Linked DNA regions of Mus musculus: region 1 is linked to region 2. The links are chromatin contacts, called in public Micro-C maps. All regions are on one chromosome and are shown on one strand. Each heading gives the region's core, a stretch centred on a gene start, on an enhancer-like site or on the middle of the called end of the contact. The rest is flanking DNA. Distances are from core to core; before and after follow the strand shown.

Region 1 (4,668 bases), core at 139-2,638, 310 kb before region 2:
AAGTGGAGCCGGAGCAGGTTGCTGGTGACCTACCCATTCCAAGGCAACCCGCCACTGTCTCTCCAAATACCTTCCATTCCTCAAGGCTCAGCCAACCTTTTGCCAGAAGACTCTCTAGTCCTTGTGCACTGTCTGTAGCGGTGCCTGCCTTGGCCCTGAACGATCACTTATCTGCCTGCAGGCAGCCACTCTGAACAGTCCTATGTAGCTTCCAACACTGTTGATAAAGGAACCCTGTTGACAGCGTGCACAGCATGCCAAACATTGTCCAAAATCAGAAGACTGGCTTTATTTTTCACAATAACCTTGAGGGAGGTAACATTGTTCTTGTTCCCATTTTACAGATGGGAAAAAAAAAAAAAAAAAAAAAAAAAAGCAAACATGCTCCTGCAAATGAAATTACATCCCCAAGGTCACACAGCCAATTTCCGGGCAAACTCTGGGACTCTAATCCAGGTAGCACAGCTCAGAAACTCAGTTTCAGTGGAGACTAGCCTTCCCTTGATGAGAGAGCCCTGGAAAAAGAACAAGTCCTGACTTGGGGGGAGGGGGGTCACGCACTTGCTTCCATCACAGGGCCCACAGCCAACAGACGGAAGCACCCGTATCAGCAATGTTCCTGGGCAGAGTATGGCCTCAGCCTTCCTCGGGGAAGCAGAGTGAGGGCTATAACGGTCGGTCAGGGAGCCTGAAGGTTTTCCTTGCCTCCACCTAGCCTGATGTGGCCACTGAAGACAGCCTGCAATGAGGCACACTCCTCTGTGCGAGCACCCTCAAAGGGTTCCGAAGACTCCACTGGGGAAAGGGTTACAGATGCAGCTGCTGCCCCACCTCCACCATGGGAAAAGGGGTGGGCCCCTTGAAAAAGAAGGAGTGGGGTGAAAAGAAGCCACTTCAAGGAGAGGAGGGGGCGCATCAAGAGACCAAGGGAAAGAGCACAGAGATTTCAGGCTTGGAGGCAAAGAGAGAGAGAGTAAGGGGATACAGAGGAGGGGCACTGCGTGGGGGAGGGGTGGGGGCTGGACTCTGAGCCTCGTGGGCCCCCTCCCGCGCTCTCCCTCCAGCCCGCGGGTGGCGCTCCCTCGCCGGTGCTCACCACCCGTGATCCGCTGCAGCCCCAGCACATCCTCCGGCCCGATGGGCTGCTTGCCCTGCAGCGGCCCCAGCCTGGGCCCCGGGCCTGGCTCCGGCTCCGACTCGGACCCGGACTCAGCTTCCGCCCCAGGCTCCCGCGTGGGCTCCGCGCTCCGGTTCGAGGCCCCTGGAACGGGCTCCGCCCCCGACCCGGTCCCGCCGCCGCCTTTCTTCACCTTCATGGCCTCGCGGGGCCGCAGATCCTCGCCCGCTGCCACCGCCGCCGCTGCTTGCGCCGGCTGGAGCCAGGGGAAGGGGGAGCGTCCGCCGCCCCACCCCCGGCCGGGCCCCAGGTGCCGTCCCGCCTTGGTCACGCCCACGGGAGGCGGGTCACACATACCCCGCCCACCGCCTGGCGTCTCCAGCGGGGGAGCCAGAATCCTGGGGGTCCTTGTGAACTTTTTGACAATGTAGATTCTTTTTGACAATGTAGTTACCGAATACCTCTCCTCTTTCTCTCCTGGGTTCCAACCTCAAGGTCTTTCCCTGATACCTTTGTCCTGACTTCAGCCCAGGTCTCAACCCACCCAGTTCTAAAGTACTTCTTCTCAATTTCCAGCTAACCAGCCCTTTTTTTTTTGTAATACATTAAGTGAAATTCTTGCTTGTTCCCTGACCCTTCCTCCTCAAAGGTCAGCTCTATGAAAGCAGAGATGCTCTATACACTGTTCCTCGTAACACCCTAGCACTACCACACAGCTCCTTGCAGCCAGTACCCACCCAGTATTTTCCTTTGTTGAATTGAGTTGCTATCCCAGGGCTGTCACTGGCTCAAGCTACTCCCCACTAGAACTCCTGCTAAAAGCTGCTTCAGGCACCCTACAATCCGCAGGCACCCTACAACATGCAGGCAGCACAGCCCAGGTGTCGAGCCGTCCCCAGGATGCTCAGGACGGGAGGCAGGAAGAACACATGGTGAGCTAGAACAGGTCAGTCTGCTTCTCACACAAGAACGAGTTATGGTCATCCATATCAACTCATATTCAACCAACGTTTAATAACAGTCTAATGTATGTTTTTAAAGAGCCCAATATACAGAACACTTTTACAGGCTTATCACATTTAATCCAGCCCCTTTCTGAGGGTGACATCATCAGTGCTTTCCCACCAATGGAAACCTGAGGCTCAGGTGAGGAGCGAGGAGCGGCTTAGCTGATGCTCTCTAGTCTGTTAAGTGCAGAAGCCGGAGTCTGATTCAGGCCTGTTGGGTTCCAAGTCAGAAATGTTTTCTCCTGTTCCACACTACCTCTCTGAAAGGGTAGAGGGGAACCTTAGCCACAAGGTAGAAGATCCTAAGCCACTGCCTCCTAGACCAGGCTGTCCCCAGTGGGTGACGCCAGTCAAGAAGCTGAGGAAGGAGGGAGGTGGTCTCAGAAGTGGAGAGGACAGGGCTACAATTCAACTCAAGTACTCCCCTAAATTCACCTCTCAGTGCGTTTGTATGCTGTGCTGACAGGCTGCAAGGACAAAGTACCCCTGTCCAGAGGTAGGCACACAAAGGCTTTCAAGTTCGAGCCAGATATGGAGATCAGGAAGGGTACCTTCTGAGGCTTGTAGGCATGGAGGAGCAAGCCAGTGGACTAGGAGGGGAAGGGAGCCCATCGTGGAGTGCCATCCGTAGAGAGCCCACGGGCGAGAGTGAAGACATGTCATCACCAGCAGACCTTGCCTTGGTCTCTTGGCCCAACACCCTCCCAGCGTGGCTAGAGAGGAGGGCTCCCTCTGACATGCTGCCCGGATCAGTCTATCTTCTCAGGCTTTTTCCAGGACTTGCGAGTTTCCTGAAAGATCTTAACCAGGGACAGGAGGATGGGCACAGCCATGGGCAGGAAGAGGGGAATGTAGATAGCAAACTTCTGGTCGTCGGGGAAATACAAGAGGTGGAGGAGGGAGGGGTCAAAAAAGGCGCGCTCGGAGGAGGTCACGGCTTCCTGGCTGGCAGCAAAGGCGGACGACAGGTGCCCAAGGGCTAAGGCCTTTGCTGCCTTCTGGACGGCAGCCACAGCCCTATATACCTAGGAGGGTGAGGGATGGGGTTAGCAGTATGTCCTAGACGTGGGGCAGGGAGAAGGGCCTGGCCTTTTAGTACCCTCTGAAGTTTCCTAGAGTCCACAGAGGTGTGTGGAAGTTAGTTTAAAAAACAAAACAAGACACAGCTGTTGTTTATTTTCTGAGGGGCAGCTTGAAACTTTCATTTGTCCCCACCTAGACTCCCACTAGGAGCTGGAATGGCTTCCAGAGGAAGCCTGAGATATTTATTTAAGGATGGCATGCCCCCACACACCCTGGCCCACCCCTTCCTGGCACATTTACCTCAGAAGCCACATCATCCTTGATGACAATGTTGCTGATCTTCCCCAGAAGCTGGGCCAGGGAGGTGAGGGTGGTGGTGGCCGTGGCCAGGTTCTCCACGGAGCGAGCCCAGAGCAATCGGTCCAGCTCCCAGGTCATGAGTCCTTCACTCTTTGGTCCTGAGAGCAGGCATTTGGGAGGCACCTGGGGCTGAGCAATTCCAAAGAGCAGCCTGTGGGGGGCACAGGAAGACCAAGGTCGCTGCAGACAGGTGTTCTCAGTTTTACTGAGTGGGGGTGGGGAGTGAGGGAGCAGAGAGATGAGCAGCAAATGACGCAGGTCCAAAACCCGCCTTGACCAAGGCTTCCCCATTTTCATGCTGGAGTTCCAAGATCTCTGAAGAAGGAGCTGTGGTTGAAGTGTTTCTGGGAGCCCCAACTTAGTTTAGTCCCCTCTCTGCATCCTTTCTTTGAGCAAATGGGCTCCGTGGAACTGGCATGATAGTTCCCCTTTGACAAGGTGTGTGTGCTTGAAGGTACTGCTAATCATCAGAATACACTCCTAGTTAGCCCAGGCACCTCCTTAGCATCTTCAACATAGTGTCAGGTGACCCCTTAACTCAGGGGTTAGCACAGAATAAATAGCTATTTTCTTGAAAGAAAGAAAGAAAGAAAGAAGAGAAGAGAAGAGAAGAGAAGAGAAGAGAAGAGAAGAGAGAAAAAAGGAAAAAAGCTGGAAGGATGGCTTAGTGGTAAGAGCACTAGTTGTTCTTCCAGAGGAATTGGGTTTCCATCATCCACTTGATGGCTCACAACCATCTGTAACTCTAGTTCCAGGGGATCCAAAGCCCTCTTCTGGTCTCTGTGGGCACCAGGCATACATGCAGGCAAACCATCCATACACATAAAGTAAAAAATAAAATAAAAAATTTAAAAATGAAAAAAACAAGACCAGGTAAGAGGGTATACGCCTTTAATCTAGCACTTGTGAGGCAGAGTCAGGCAGATCTCTTTGAGTTCAAGGCCAGCCTGGTCTACATAGCAAGTTCTAGGCCAACCAGGGTTATACAGTGAAACCCTGTCTCAAAAAGAAAACTAAGATAACAAAACAACCCCCTCACCGTAAGCACACCTGAGAGCTGGCTCCTGTTTCTCTGAGTTCTGCAGCTGCTTATCCTCCTTAGGAGAGGACCACTTAGACACTTTCCTTGGTCTCACTGGGGACCTAGGCAGAGTTACAGCG
Region 2 (4,254 bases), core at 19-2,518:
CTCACCTGTGCATGTCCAGACAGATAGGCAGACAAGGCACTGACACACGCACACATACAACTTAAAAAAAATTTAACCTAAAAAGATAAACCTCAAACAAACAAACAAACAAACAAACAAAAACACTAAGCCTCCCCACCCCCCAACAAAACAAACTGGAAATTCAAGCCTACTCAAACCATTATGTGGCTCCAAAAGCCATCTTTAGGTATGGATGAGGAGGGAGACAAGACTGGGCTTTAGGATGCCAAAAGTTAGCCTCTGTGCTTTTCCTTCTGACTCCAGCCAAGACTCCTGGTCTTCAACAAGATCATATGTCTCTCGCTTTAGTAGGGTCCTGGTTACAGACTGTGAGGATGTCTCAGGAAAGGGATTGATTTTGAAATCCAAACAACAACGCTGAGAGCTATGTTTGGGGCCCAGTGGATTTATTATATCTCCCCAAGAATGGCATCTATAAGCCTTGGCTCGGGGCTTCTACCTCCCCTTTTGGCAGCCAGCCTTGTGAATTCTGCACACAGGCTGAAAATCAGTGCTGATGCTGGGAAGAGGTTACAGTTGCGAGCTTGCATGCAACAGGGTCCTTGGTGCCTTGAGCTACCTCCTATGACATTCCAAATACACCACCTAAAAGAAATATCAGCTATAAGGCTTCCTACGCTACCGTCCCCCCAAAGCCCCATCTGGTCAAATCTAGAGCTTGCTGCATTTTGTAATCTAGAGCGGTACAGGCCACAGCCGGGTTACCCAACTGTAGAGGCCGCACCCGCGTTTGCAGGGCGGGTGATGGCAGTAATTCCTGGCAAGCCCTAGCCTGCTCGGAATTAACGGGTCTGCCTCACCCGGAAAAGAGGGACCCGTGCCTCAGGCCCCTCCCGGACAGGCACCTGCCTTCCAGAGCTGCGAGTCCCAGCACTGGAACCCACAAACCTTAGAAACCCCTAAACCCACCATGGAGCAGAGGAAGGGTCAGCGCCTGAGGCCGTGCTGTGGGAGGGAGGACCGCTCTCCGGAGGGCTGGCTCAGGTGCGTCCGAGGGACCCGCACCCCACGCCGGCCCTTTCCCACCCCTCGCCTTCTCCTCACCTGAGACCACCAGCGCCTCGTTGGGGCCCACCGTGTGGCAGTTGCCCATGGCGCCGTTGGCAGGCCAGCAGGCCTTGGGTCCGCAGCGACCGGGAGGGCTGTGGCGGGTCCGCAGCGCCGGCCGCGCCCAGCCTATCCCGCCTCCCCCAGCCCCGCCCGCCTGCGCCCCTCTGCGGCCGCGGCCCCGCCGGAAGTGTAGCGGCGGAGGGCGGGGCCGGCATGTGGAAAGAGGCGGGAGCCAGAGCATCCACAGTCAGCTCGCTTTATTCCAGGGGGTTTGGCCCTGTAGCACCTTTGGGGCACCTCAGTTGTATCACAGTTACTACTGCGTCACCTCGGGCACCGGCCCTAGGGCAGACTCCCGGGCTCAAAACCCCAGTTCCTGCCCTGACTTAGTCCTTTCCCAATTCCGCCTCCATAAAAATGGGGGTAAATTCACTACCTAGCTAGAAAGTTGCCAAGGGCTGAATTCAGTCAGTAATTAATGTTTAACATCTGCAGTGCATCAACCACAAAGTCTCCGGCCCTTTCCCTGGGCAGATCACTACTCAGGGAAGGGCTCAGAAATCTGAAAATCAAATTCCAGAGCAACACAGTATCTCATATATCATCCCTGAATCTGGGGTTACAGTGTCTCTTAGGAAGTAGTATTCATTTCCTTTCACAAGGAAAAGGGCTGTTCAGGACATGACAAGAGGTTCCGAGGTAAATGTGGCAACCCTTCAGTGCCCAGGCACACAACTGAGATTTTTGAGGGATCCCACTGGGCTACAAAAGCATTCTATCCCGGGGGTTAGGAAAGTTAGGGTGTAGGTTCATCCTTCACCTGAATTCTTCGCTGTGTCAATTTGGATAAGTCTTGCGAGCCCTGATAGCTATGAGAAGGTCCAGAAACTGTGGTTTTCTCAGGGCTGGGGGCGCTCTGAGAAGATGGGGCCCTGGGATCCTCAGGTTCCGGCTCTTCATCAGGGTCATCATCATCGTCTCCAGGTGCAAGCCCTGCCAACTTCTTGGTAGCTTTCCATAGCCTTTGAGCAGCCTGGTCATCTCTAGCAGCTGGGGAGACCTCCTCCACGTGGCAGTTGGCAAAATATCTCCCGCTGAGGGGCTCAATGCCCTCCTGCAGAGCGCAGTACAGGGGTGTCTGGGCACCCCCTTGAGGTGCCCGGAGCACCAGCCAAGCCAGTGGGCGCAAAATAGGACGCAGCCATCCAGGAAGATGACGCAGGAAGAGCTCCGAGTTCACAGGTCCTGTGGGCAGGAAGAAAGAGGATTTGTGGAGGAAGGCAATGGGGGCCCAGGCATCAGGCAGGGAAAAAAACCAGCTAGGATCAGACGGTAGAATCTGCTTCCAGGGAAAGTGTCTACCAGGTATTCAGGGGCCCCACAAGGTGATTTAACCCATTTCCTACAGAAAGCCTTCCTACCAGCCTAACGGCCTGTATAGTCCCATCTCCTAGGCTGTGCTTATGTGTGTTCTATGTTCTTTGCTGTTTAATCGCTATTGTCCCCGCTTTTGGTGCTAGTGACTTGAACCCAGGGCTGTGTACCTGCTGTCTAGTACTCTATCAACTGAGCTACATCCCTGGTCCTTTCCTTTCTTTCTGAGAAAGAGTCTCACGCCTCTGTAAATTCAGTCTAACCTCGAACTGGCAGCAATACACCTGCCTCAGCTTCCCACTGGGGGTACCACAGTGCCTAATTCATACCAGCTTTTCATCTATCTTGAGCCCCATTCCTTTGTTTAGCCATCATTTTTAAGAACCTATAGTATATCAGCCACCGTTTTTTTTTTTTAACACTGGGGATCTGTAATTGTAACAAGAGCTTAATAAAGGTTAATAGCATTATTATCAGTGCGATTACAAAGAAGCCCCAAACAACGGTTTTCTAAGATGTTAGTACGATGATCTAGGCGAGCCCTGTCTATTGTAGCCTATTGTCTAAGGACAAAGATGATTCACCAGCCCATGTCTCCTCCTCCTCCGTTCTAGGCACACCAGCCTCCTGCAGCACATTAGCAACACCTGCCTCTGTGCTCCTTATTCAAGTTCTGAGCTTCAAAGATCCCTTTATCTCTTTCAGATCTGTGTTCAATTCTAACCAAGTGTCTTCCTTGACAGCCACTGACAAAATAAAAACGTTACATCTGAGAAGGTCCCTCTTTTCCTGTTTATCTTTCCCTAGTGTCTCTCTCCGGATGTTATCGCCACTTGTCATGGGATATGAGGGCGAGGTCCTTGGTGTTTGCTTTGTCTTCTCTCAGAGAGACGGGGTCTTACAGACCAAGGCGGCCTCACTACTTTTGTCCCAGCACATAAATCATGCCTACTGTATAGTAGGTTCCATAAAGAAAGGGATCCTTGACTGGATGGCACCGTACTTATCATCACCACCGCCCTGACTTGTCTTTTCAGTGGTGTTGGGGACCAAACCCAATCTTAGCTTGGTGTGGTGGCTTATATGGGAAATCTAAATATGAGGCAAGAAGTTTGGGGTGAATTTGAGGCTTGACTGAGCTACCCAGAATTCCAGAAAACTGTCTCAACCACCCCCCTCCCCCATCAAAACTAAAACAAAAAACAGAACAAAATAAAATGCCAACAAACAGCTAGAACAACCAGATGGCTCAGTGGTTAAGAGTACTCGCTGCTCTTGTAGAGGACCTGGGTTTTTGGTTTTAAAGATTTTATTTATTTTTTTATTCATATGAGTGCACTGTAGCTATTTTCAAACACACCAGAAGAGGGCATCAGACCCCATTACAGATGGTTGTGAGCCACCATGTGGCTACTGGGAACTGAACTCAGGACCTCTGGAAGAGCAGTCAGTGCTCTTAACCGCTGAGCCATCTCTCCAGCCCCTAGGTTGGTTCTTAGCACCCACATGGAAGGAAGGTCACAACCATCCGTAACACCAGTGCTAGGAGAATCTTACGTCTGTGGGCACTGCCACCACTACAGTATATAGCCATGCAGAGAAAACTAACACATACACATACACACACACACACACACACACACACACACTAAACTAAGCCAGGAATGATGTTCCATACCTTTGATCCCAGCACTCTGGAGACAGAAGCAGGCAGGTCTTTGGATGTTTGAGGCCAGCCTTGCCTACAAAGCAAACTCCAGGCCAGCTTAGTCTACACAGTGAGATCCT

The links. A called contact is a pair of places that touch in the nucleus more often than the background predicts.
Region 1: a Micro-C map of B cells shows a contact between it and region 2, with 4 times the contacts expected there. The contact joins the promoter of Unc119 here to the promoter of Flot2 in region 2. A contact is called at or near these places in 8 of 39 promoter capture datasets (the HPC-7 cell line, cranial neural crest, embryonic stem cells and 4 more), 2 of 484 Hi-C or Micro-C datasets (B cells and embryonic stem cells) and 3 of 9 other capture datasets (adipose tissue, liver and pancreatic islet).

What each region holds. Positions count from the first base shown.
Region 1 is chr11:78,340,215-78,344,882 of GRCm38.p6, reverse strand. Unc119 (unc-119 lipid binding chaperone) reads right to left here and starts at 1,388. Exons shown (of 5, transcript NM_011676.3): 1 at 1,097-1,388. The coding sequence starts at 1,316. Pigs (phosphatidylinositol glycan anchor biosynthesis, class S) reads right to left here. Exons shown (of 12, transcript NM_201406.1): 11 at 3,448-3,658; 12 at 2,107-3,149. The coding sequence ends at 2,874.
Region 2 is chr11:78,034,945-78,039,198 of GRCm38.p6, reverse strand. It overlaps Flot2 (flotillin 2), which reads right to left and starts at 1,268. Exons shown (of 11, transcript NM_001040403.2): 1 at 1,087-1,268. The coding sequence starts at 1,135. It overlaps Dhrs13 (dehydrogenase/reductase (SDR family) member 13), which reads right to left. Exons shown (of 5, transcript NM_183286.2): 5 at 1,335-2,337. The coding sequence ends at 1,889.